Linked DNA regions of Triticum aestivum: region 2 is linked to region 1. The links are chromatin contacts, called in public Hi-C maps. All regions are on one chromosome and are shown on one strand. Each heading gives the region's core, a stretch centred on a gene start, on an enhancer-like site or on the middle of the called end of the contact. The rest is flanking DNA. Distances are from core to core; before and after follow the strand shown.

What was found. A called contact is a pair of places that touch in the nucleus more often than the background predicts.
Region 2: a contact with region 1 is called in a Hi-C map of leaf, with 6 times the contacts expected there. The contact joins the promoter of LOC123054828 here to the promoter of LOC123054827 in region 1. A contact is called at or near these places in 3 of 5 Hi-C or Micro-C datasets (all in leaf).

What each region holds. Positions count from the first base shown.
Region 1 is chr2D:596,451,271-596,457,339 of IWGSC CS RefSeq v2.1, forward strand. LOC123054827 (inositol-pentakisphosphate 2-kinase IPK1) reads left to right here and starts at 1,959. Exons shown (of 9, transcript XM_044478679.1): 1 at 1,959-2,303; 2 at 2,626-2,740; 3 at 3,244-3,447; 4 at 3,736-3,880; 5 at 4,691-4,731; 6 at 4,808-4,918; 7 at 5,194-5,781; 8 at 5,948-6,046. The coding sequence starts at 2,639. LOC123054826 (protein HEAT INTOLERANT 4) reads left to right here. Exons shown (of 14, transcript XM_044478678.1): 10 at 375-413; 11 at 490-552; 12 at 668-715; 13 at 806-934; 14 at 1,025-1,470. The coding sequence ends at 1,072.
Region 2 is chr2D:596,622,133-596,627,615 of IWGSC CS RefSeq v2.1, forward strand. It overlaps LOC123054828 (MAP3K epsilon protein kinase 1), which reads left to right and starts at 3,034. Exons shown (of 25, transcript XM_044478681.1): 1 at 3,034-3,382; 2 at 3,517-3,651; 3 at 5,242-5,262. The coding sequence starts at 3,332.

The DNA of each region.
Region 1 (6,069 bases), core at 709-3,208:
CTTCTTTCTATGTACATGTAGATTGCCTGTCTCTGTTGTATTATTACAAGCCTATGAGTTGATTATCTTTTGTGTTGATGTAGCTGCGTGATGCCAGTTATGCCAGACAACTTCTCAAACTTAAGGTAGCTCATGCCATAAGTTTGAGAAGTTGTTACCCCAAAAATGTAGCACATATTTCTTAGGTTTGGTATATCTATGAAGGGATAAAACAAGAACTGCTCATACCATTACCCGCTTTTAGCTAATGCTTCACAAAAATTATTCTAAGGAGTGTAATTAAATGCTTCCTAGTTGGCTCTTCGGCTTTTATTTCTAGTAGCTGTTAATTCTTGTTATAAACTACTGTATTTACTTCTTGCTGCTTGTTGCAGATAGTATGCGACTTCGACTGGGAAATGGATGATATGGAGGTTTGTATGAAATTTGTTTTGTTTCTTATGCTATCCATGGAAATGTATCTTTTTTAATCATTGCACTGCCGTGCAGGATTTTATTGATGAGAAAGTCAAAGACGAGGTCTTGCCGGAGGATGAGAAGGAAAAATTCAAGGTGCACATCCAATATTTTTTGTCCTTGCTCTGCTGTAGTGAATAACTTAGTATAGTCAGCTGATTACCTTGAGAAGATTAATTTTCCTAATTTTGCTGGAATGTTTCATTAACAGGACTTCATAAAGGAGAGAGTTAGAGAAAGGAAGAGAGAGCTGAAGCAGGTTCGCAATCAAGCAAAATGTTAATTAATTTACCTTCACCAAAGAATCTAATTTATTCACTACTGAAATGTTTCTCCAAACCTGATGCAGGCTAAAGAAGCCAGAAAGAAAGCTATTGATGATATGGATCCAAAGTTGAAAGAGGCATTTGAAAATATCCGGTTTTACAAATTTTATCCTGTAAAAACCGATGACACTCCTGATGTGAGCCAAGTACAGGTATGCAGCAGCATTGCTCTGTATTCCTTAGAAAGGGCTATTTGTCGAACAAGCCTTGCATTTTAACTGTGTGTATGTTGTACTCTGCAGGCGAAGTACATTAATAGATACTACCGCCATGCGCATGAACTGATGTGATGTCCAACTTCACAATTTGCTGTGCGCAATATCAAGCTATCCATCCAAGCTACGGGTGGAAATTTTGGAAGACTGGAGATGTGCCTGCTTGGTAGGCATACTCAATTCGGGGCTTGTATTGGGCCAATGGATAACTTCGTTGCGTCTGAACGCTATTGTAGTACAGTTTCACCCATGCTCCTGAGTATCTCCTCCTTCGGCATTCTATTTCTCTTTGTACTGCGATATGTAACATTATGGGAGATAGTTGTAGCGGCCAGAAAGTAGATCCTGTAAGAGCAGAAGAATTGTTCTAGGAACAGTTTGTTCCCTTTCTCACCCAGTACAGCTCTGGCTTCCATTATTGTTTAGCTTACCCTGTGTATTTTGATCGGATCCCTATATATTTTGATGCTCAACCCTATGCGCGTTGTGTAAAATTTGTGCTGCTCAAATCTTGCGTTGCAAGTGGCGGTAGTTTTTTTTTCTTCTTCTTTGCTTTAACTTATTAACGGCGGTGAGCTATTCGGCTGTTGGCATTCTCAACGTGGCGATGATTTTGAGAATACCACCACTTGTTTTAGCGATGGTACCTGGCACAGTTTTGTTATTTTAAGTTTTTGTCGTGAAGTATATTTTGTTAGAATTTTGCGCAGTTCAATTGTGAGTTCAGACGGTGGCTGTAATATTCGCAGGTCGTAAATTTTCAGAAAATTTTGACGAAAGGGCACATCTTTGTTTGCACTTGGACAAAAAAAGTTACTACATCTTACCAAATTCCGGTAAATTAGGGGGAGACCAAAGACATGTTGATGCGTTGCATCAAAGCGAGGGAGCACTGACCGCAGGTAGGTGGGGTGGGTAGTGGGTACAGGAGCTCATGATCACAGATCACGCACGACAAGTTGATGCTACCATGAGCATCGGCGCGCTGTCTGTCTCACTGGAACCACATGCAGAGGAAAGCCCCCGCGGTCCGCGTGGCGTCCACTCTTCATCCACGTTTCGGCTTCCCGGGAATCTGCAGCCTTCCTTTTCCTCCCTCCGGGCCCGGATTCCTCCAACCGCGCAACTGGGGCGGCAGCGGCAGCGGCAGCGTCAGCAACACGAGCGAGCGAGCGGCAGCGGCGGCGACACGAGCGAGCGGCGTGCGTTCTCCGCCGCGGGCTGCAGCCGCCCTCCTCTCCTCCCGCCATCGCGGGAGCGCGTTCCGGCGCTAGCGCCCGCGCAGCTCTGCCCCCCGCCTCCGCCGGTAAGCACCCGCGCTCGCCTCCACCGCTCCTCTGGGAATCCTCCGCGGGCCTCCCTCCCGCACGCCAGCTGCTCGACGGAATGCGGCGCCGAGCAGAGACAAGCTTCGCTAGCTTCTCTCGCGCGTGATTTCGGCCTCGGGCCATGCTGCGGGCCTGCGGCGTGAAGCGGCAGAGCAAGCGACAAATTCGCCCATGTCTAGATGCATTCACCATCTGTCCCGTTCTGCCGATTTTTTTTTGTTTGGCTTTTCCGACTGCCTTTTCTCTCTCTCTCTCTCTATTGCGCGCGGATCCACTCGTCTGATCCCGTGCTGGCTGCAGATTCCGGGCGGAGATGGAGGTGGCGCTGCAGGCGGGTGATGCCGCGGACTGGGTCTACAAGGGAGAGGGCGCGGCGAATCTCATCCTCAGCTACACCGGCAACTCGCCTTCCATGGTATGCTCTGCTCTCCTCTCCTCTTGAGTAGGCTCTTTCTGCTCTGCTATTGGATAGTACTAGACTTCCATGTAGATGTATGCGCTGTAAGATTCTGGACTTGATTTCCGCTGCATGCACACGGATGCGTTTATCCCAATCGGGGAAGTCGATGGCCTGGAATCAGAGATGCTAAGTTGTCCCCAGTGATCTCTTTTGTAAATTAAGCACCATAGCACGCTAAGTTGTCCCCAGTGATCTCTTTGTAAATTAAGCACATAGCACTGTAGCAACCAATAAATTATGTGTGGGGCTGCCCTCTTAATTTAGGCATCTGGTTGCACTTTATTATTAAAACATTAGAGCAGGGATCAGGTGTTGTAGTTCTTTACCCATTTCTAACCAGGAAACAGCCATCCTATCTGTATTTGATTTCCCATTTTGCTTCCATAAGAACATTCTCCCTTGGTATGATACATTTATGGGAAATATACTCTGCTGATCTCCCTCTGGTTTGCTTGCAGTTTGGCAAGGTACTGCGGGCTAAAAAGGTCCTAAATGACAAGGCACAACCAGCACCAAACTGTGTAAACTTCTCAAGCTACGAGCAGCTCGTGTGGGGTGACATCCCAGAATTGATCGAGTCTGTCAAGCAAGGTTCTGTGGCACAAGCCTATGCAGTACATGTCATGAGCCAACATCTGGGGCACGATCATGTTGATGGCGGGGTACGGTTTTATATTCGACCCAATTATGTCTGTTGCAGTGATAAGTTTGTCATAAATACATCATTCTTTTTTTTAAATACTTCCAAATTCTGTGTTCTTCTAGAAACAGTGAGAAAATTGTCCTAATGTTAGCATCACTTTGGTTAATCTGGTCTAGAAGGACACCATGGTATCAGTGTGCAACCTATTGAGTTTGGATAAAGATATGCTGTCATTTTTGTTAAGATCTTTCAAAAGTCATTATTCTCTGGATCCGCTTCAATATATGTCTTTTTTTTTGTGGTACAGGTTCGTGTCTCTGTGTCTAAGGATTTTCTGGAGATTGTTGGAAAGAATGTGCTCAGCGCCCGTCCTGCTTGGCGAGTGAATGCAAGCGCAATTGATACCAACGCTGATTCTGCCCTTCTAATTTCTGACCACTCCTTATTTTCTGGTAAAGTTTTGGAATCTGAATCGTACTATTACAGTGCATCCGATCTCTTATGAGCATGACTCAAAGCTTTCCTAGATTAAGAAAGTGAAACTTTCCCTCTTAATGCACCAAACCTTGGATGGAACGTTTGTGAGTGTTACTTGGTTTTTTTATTTTCTATTTGTATTACATGGTTATTGAGCTTCTTTGCATGTATTTTTTTAAGTTCGCGATTCATAAGTCTTGCAAAAATAACTTGCAATCCATGGTGGTTTAGGATTTCTAGTGCTACTTGCCACAGCCAAATGGTAGGATCAAAATAGTTGCCCAACCTCCAAAGTAACAGTACTGTTTTATGCCGAAGCCGCACTTCCTTTGAAACTTGGGATGTTTTTGCATGGATACATATACTAGGGATTTCCCTAACTACATTTAATCTGAAAGATAGAAAATTATGTTTCTTGTATTTTACGGATATGTATTGTACTCCCTCCGTTTCTAAATATAAGCCCTTTTAGAGATTTCAATACGGACTACATACGGATGTATATAGACATATTTTAGAGTGTAGATTCATTCATTTTGCTCTGTATGTAGTATGTATTCGAATCTCTAAAAGGTCTTATATTTAGGAGCGGAGGGAGTAGATGTGATCTAGTTTCACTGCGAAAGCTTTGGTTTCTGTCCAGAAGGATAGTTGGTCCAGTAATGCTAACCTGTATCATATTCAGTAGTGGTTTCCATTGGGTTTGTGCTAGGCTATTAAGAACTCTATGGTAGGTCTCCCGCATTTAGATTTGTACTTTCTTACACTAAATTTTCTAATCACAGGAAAGCCTAGAGGTAGCAGCTGTATCGCAGTGGAGATAAAGGTACATTCGAAGCTTCATTTCTTTTTCTTATTATTTATTTTCAGTTGACATGCTTTTTACATGCTTCACCATCCAGGCCAAATGTGGGTTTCTTCCATCATCAGAATATATATCAAAGGAAAATGCTATTAAGAAACAAGTAACACGGTACAAGATGCATCAACACCTCAAATTTCATCAGGGGCAGGTATGCCAATCTTAACAGATTTCAGACTAATTATAGCTATGTTTGATAGATTATATAGAATCCTACACTACTCTTTTGTCCACTGAAAGACAAAGTAGCCTTTTGGCAAAAAACAAACCTGTCTTGATGATATTTGTTTTGAATCGAAATATCTACAAGCATTCTTGTTTATTTAAGCATTCAGGGTTGCCAGTTTGACATTCTTGCAGTACTGTGGTATCTCTATTGGTTCTTGAAATCAAGTTGATTCCCAACACATTTTTAACAAATTTCAGATATCGAAGACAAGTGAATATGACCCCCTTGATCTATTCTCTGGGTCAAAAGAAAGAATATGCACGGCCATCAAGTCATTTTTCTCGACTCCTCAGAACAACTTCAGGATTTTTGTGAATGGCTCCTTAGGTTTTGGTGGCATGGGAGGTGGTGCTGACAAGATCCTTGCTAATGAAACAGAGAAGTGTCTTGAAGATCTGAGGAAGGTTAGTGGGCTACAACTATCTGACTTTATTGAACTCCTGTCAGAGGCAATATCTAAATCTGGAGCATTGGATAAACTTCTGGCCACTCAAAAACTGGATGATCATGACATCGAAGCGGCAATTCATCTGTATTACAACATCATCTCTCAGCCTTGTTTGGTCTGCAAAAATATAACTGATGCTGAGCTATTGCACAAGTACTCTGTGTTGCATTCTCTTCCTTTGGACAAGAGCTGTAAGATTGTGAGGGACTTTCTCATTTCTGCTACTGCAAAGGACTGTAGCCTCATGATGTGCTTTCGGCCAAGAGAGTGTGAAAGAACGGATTCCGAGTATGATTCAGTTTTTCTCCAGTCAGTAAACCGAGCCTATGATTACAAGGTATGTTTCTGTGAAATGTGTTCCTGTTACCTTCGTCTTGTATTTGTCAGCAACTACTGTACTTGTATATTTTACTGTTGAACCATTGATTCTGCTAATGCGTTTCTTTTATGTGGTGTTGTTCGTTTGCACGTGAATGACATAAAATTGCATATTCCATGTGTAGGCATACTTTGTTGATCTGGATGTGAAGCCTCTGGATAAGATGACACATTACTTTAAACTGGACCAGAAGATCGTCAATTTCTACACTAAGAGCGGGGAGGTTGGGCGAGTTCCTTGTGATTC
Region 2 (5,483 bases), core at 1,784-4,283, 170 kb after region 1:
CTTCCGTAGTGCTTGGCGAAGCCCTGCCGGAGAACCACGAGCTCCTCCACCACCACGCCGTCGTGCTGCTGGAGTTCTCCCTCAACTTCTCCTCTCCCCTTGCTGGATCAAGAAGGAGGAGACGTCCCCGGGCTGTACGTGTGTTGAACGCGGAGGCGCCGTCCGTTCGGCGCTTGGTCGGATCTTCCGCGATTTGAATCACCGCGAGTACCACTCCATCAACCGCGTTCTTGTAACGCTTCCGCTTAGCGATCTTCAAGGGTATGAAGATGCACTCCCTCTCTCTCTTGTTGCTAGCATCTCCTAGACTGATCTTGGTGACACGTAGGAAAATTTTGAATTATTACTACGTTCCCCAACACATGGCACCCGGGCCCAAAGTGACAAGCATTAAGCATGCCAAAGTCATAGCAACATCAATCTCAGAACATAGTGGATACTAGGGATCAAGCCCTACAAAACTAACTCGATTACATGATGAATCTCATCCAACTCCTCACCGACCAGCGAGCTTACGAAAGAATTACTCACTCCCGGTGGGGAGCATCATGGAATTGGCGATGGAGAAGGGTTGGTGATGACGAAGAACGAATATCCCCTCTCCGGAGCCCCAAACAGACTCCAGATCTGGCCTCCCGATGAAGAACAGGAGGTGACGGCGGCTCCGTCTCGTGGAACAAGATAATTTTTTCTCCCTGATTTTTTTCTCCGAAAATAGGATTTTATAGCGTCGGTTTTAGGGTCTGCAGGGCCACCAGGTGGGGACAACCCACCTGTGCGCGCCTGGAGGGGGGCGCCCTGGTGGGTCGTGCCCACCCAGGTGCCCCCCCTCCGGTGGTTCTTGGCTCTAGAAATTCTCTTTATTGATATAAAAAATCCTCGCAAAGTTTCGTTCCATTCCGAGAACTTTTATTTCTGCACAAAAACAACATCACGGTAGTTCTGCTGAAAACAATATTAGTCCGGGGTTAGTTTCATGCAAATTAGAGTCCAAAACAAGAGGAAAACGTTAGGAAAAGTAGATACGTTGGAGACGTATCACCCCCCTCTAGTCGACCATATTGATCCTTTCACTAGGGACTACCCAGTCGACAACGATGATGTCGATGCCTTCGGGTGCCACTTACCTTCTTGAATGCATCATTGTGAAGCTTTGGTCGCCCGCTCCATGGTGTGCTCCTAGCGAAAGCCTCAGACCCTTCCCTGGATCGAGTAAGGACGATGTCTTTGATGTCATTTCCCCCTTGGGGTGTATCTTGGAGCCATTGATCCGATGTTGGTCGCTTGGTGTCTCGACTGGATCGTGCTTGGTCTGTTGGAGTGTTGGTGGTGACAGTGGAAGTGATTTGTGGCGGCGGTCATTACCTTTGATCATCTTGGTGCTGTCGGTTGGCCTCTCTCTTGGGGGCTCATGGCAGCGGTGAGGTCTCGGAGTTCGGTGCCCTTCGACAGGTTTTGTTGCCTCACATAGTGCTATGGTTCTCTATATTCACGATGGTGATGATGGTGTGGCCAAGATGAGGTACATGGTTGTCTCGGTGGAACATTGTCCTTCAACACGGTCTTCGGCTCTCTTAGTCACGACGTGGCTAGGAGGCAGGAAGCTCTTCGACGGTGTATGCGACTCTCTTAGTTCTTTAAGGTGCCGAGTGATTGCAGGGCAACCAATGACTTCTTATCCACGTCTTCTCGGTGTTGGATCTCCCTTTGACTAATCCAACAATGCTAGTTCCCTCTATTCTAAGTCTGCCTAGTGATGATGGGTGCTAAGTTTTTGGTGATGCTCGCTTGTGGTAGCTCGTTTATGGTTCTCTCATTGTATTTGCTTGTTCTTGTGTGTGTTGAACCATTGTGTTTGTATTGCCTTATTTTCTTTAAAAAATATATGTTTAAGCCGGCCTTTGCCCGCTGTAGCCGCTTCGAAAAAAGAAAGAAGGAAAGAAGGAAGCATAGTAGATGAAGACAACATAGTTTTAATATATATGATTTATATTAGATTAATGAAACATTGGATACAATCAGATATGGGTAATTGAACCCATAGACACAAAAATGACCCTAAACAAAGGAGACCCTATGACTACAACTATGTGCCTCAAAATTCTTGCTGAAGTTGTTGCTAGACTTTGTTGTTGTTGCACCACCGTAACTCGTGCCAATAATGGACAACACTAAGAAATTCAATTGGCGAAGTACCTGCAAAGACCTGTAGAGGAACCAATCTCGTTGAATCGCCGCAATAGTAGACTGCTGCGTACGAGGGAAATTGGCAATCATGCCAAACATATCGGCTGGGGGGGGCACCCGTTCTAGCAAGGCAACCACACTAGTATTGGCAGACCAGGTTGACGACCTTGCTCCCCAAAGGCTCGAAGAAAGAGGTTGTCGAAGAAGACGATGTTGCCGCCGCTGTCAATGCACATGGAATCACACCGACAAACAACACATATGCCAACCTGTCGTTCTTTTTGTGAAGAACAACAAGGACCAAAACTCCAGGGCTCCTCAGAGACGCTGCACCAAGGGTTACCAAGATATGATTGAAGGCGAATGACTTTTAATAGAGATGACATCACCATCACCATCGAAGCGTTGTCGCCTTGATTCAAAAACCTACTGTACAAAATGATGAGAGAAGAGGATCCCCTCCCCTCCGCCTCACGACGGCCGGAAAACGGAAAGGAGAGGGAATTGAAGTTTCGATGACTCATAATTCTTCATGGAAGAGAAAAAAAAGGTAAAACTTTCGGCACTCTTATTCACTGGCCTAATAAATTCGGACGGAAGGAAGTAGATAGAAACTACGGAGGGAGCGAAGCAAAGTTAGACAAAGACTTGTGACATTTTCTTGAGAAAAGGAGGTCGACCGAGGGCCCCCCGGCCGGAATGAATGACGCACACCACCGCAGACGCTAGTCGGAGACAGCTAATTGACAGTGGAGCTCCTCCGTTATCCACCCAGTATCCTCGTTGGCTTCCGCACACTCCAAAAAGGTACACCTCCACTATAAAAGCTTCGCCCTCCTCATTTCCGTTACTTTCCATTCCCCGCCTGCACAAAATCTTTTATTTAGTATTTTTTTTAATTACGGAGAAGCCCCTCGCCCCCCCCTCCGCCCTCGTCGCCTTCGTCCTCTTCCTCCTGCTGCTCCTCCTCCCCCTGCAGACTCCCAATTCCATTCGCACCCAAACCCTAAACCTAAATGGCCCTCGCCGCGAGCTCGCCGGAGGGGAATCTTCGTCGCCGGTGACCGCCGATCCGCCCGTCCCCGCCGCAGCCGGCGGCGCCCCGGGCCGCGGAGGGGCCGAATCTCCGAGGAGGAGGGACGAGATGGCGTCCCGGCAGCACAACCCGAAATCCAAGACGCTCGGCAACAAATACGTGAGGCCTCCCGCGCTCCCCGCCCGCCTCGGATCCGGCGGAATTGGTGCTTTGCGCCAGCGAATTGTTTGGGGAATGGCTCTCTCACTCACTGTGTCTGTGTTTGTGTATGTGTGTGCGTCGGCGGGTTGCAGATGCTGGGGGACGAGATAGGGAAGGGCGCGTACGGGCGCGTCTACAAGGGGCTTGACCTGGAGAATGGCGACTTCGTGGCCATCAAGCAGGTCTCGCTGGAGAACATCCCGCAGGAGGATCTCAATATTATCATGGTGAGATTTTTTTTTTGGGTGTTATATGACGTATATGAGTTCCGAGTGGCAAAATGCGTGTAATTGCATGAAATGCGGTTCTCAGGAGATGAGAAATGTACGTCATCGACCGAGAACAGCGCTAAGACGAGACTGGAAGCTAGAGTAATGCAGCTTGTTGTCGGTTTCGCTGCTTTGTTCGGTAGCGTGACATGGAACTAAATCCTAGGGCACCGCTAAGCTAGCTTATCGGAGTCCTTGGCGAGCTTCCTTTTTAACTTGTCGGGACTTGTAATAATTGGCACACATACTAGGGCAATATACTTGGACATCATGATTTAATTATGTGGTATGTTGTCGGGTGTGGTCGTCATGTGGAGCTCGTAAGCTCTCTTTTCGACACATAAATCTGGGGAAGAAACATGAGAGCTGACGTGATCAAGTGCCCTCAGCAGCTGCCGCGCTAGTATTTATGTGATTGGTGTGATTCCACAGAAAATGCATGCGACAAATACCCCCCCCCCCCTCCCGCGCGAACTCTGGATATGATATCAGTAAATTCCTTTAAATTGTTCATTGGAATAACATTTAATTTCTTAATTGTTACAAAGTATTCATGCTTGTACGCATCCTTGTACCATAGGAGCTCTTGAATCCTTACAATTTTTTTGTGTGTCTGGGTTTAGGGGCTGGAAAATCTAAATTGAAAAATAGTTAGTTGTATTGATATTTTTATTCTGGGCCAGTATGTGGCCCATCTGTTGAAGGCTATATAAGGGTTAGGGTCAAAAAGATGAATAGTTTATATAATTTATGTAGCAATATCCACTCTTAGTTATCCCTGAGATTAAATTTTAGAACATTAAGCTGTTAGTGTTACACTTTTGTGAAAGTGCAAATGTGGAATGAAACTAATGGTGCACTCTATCCTTTCCTTTTGTTACTTGGCGCACATATAGGTTTAGTGCATGGAGTTGATGTTGGTGCTTACATCTTGGAAGCCTCAGTCACTCAAATAATAGATTTTGTTTTGATAACACTGCATTATATACTATTTGGTAGTTTGGTACTCTTATAGTGAAACGAGTCTTTAAATGTTACTCCCTCTGCAAACTAATATAAGACCGTTTAGATCTAAACGGGTGACCTAAACGGTCTTATATTAGTTTGCAGAGGAGTAGTAATTAGCTTGTAATGCATGCCATTGTACACACTACACAGACCATCTCTTTGTTAAATTTATTTAACTGCACTCAATGCTGTCTAGAGGGTCATATACTACACTATTGCTGCAAGGTGGGGTGACTGCTAGTTAACTGCTTACTGCTATTTAGAACACCCGGTTCCCAAAAGTTATATGTTTCACATTCTTTATTCTTGTTTATTTAGAGAAAAATTCTTGATTATTGTTGTATCAACATGATGCCATATTTTGTATCAACTCATCAGATTTGTCTGTCCCTTTATTCAGATTTTCAACGTTTGAACGATTCTGTTGGAATATCGTCATTTTCTACATTGTGTTTTGTATCATTGTAATACGGGGTTCTAACTAATTATCTTTTGTGTACGGTTTAATAACTGTTCTCGTGGGTGGTGTGGCCGATTCAGCAAGAAATTGATCTACTGAAAGTAAGTCTGACAGCATTTTCTTTATGTACTTATCGCATCTGGATTCAGTAAAACAATTAAACCCATTCCTTATCTGTGTTGCATTTTCTCCAGATTTCCTATTTATGTAAGTTTTTTGTTATCATTTTGCATAATTATAGTCCTGTGTGGCAAATTTATAATTAAGAATCCTGAGGGGCATCCTCCCCTCAGTTGACTTCTTTAAAAAAAAAGTGTGCTTA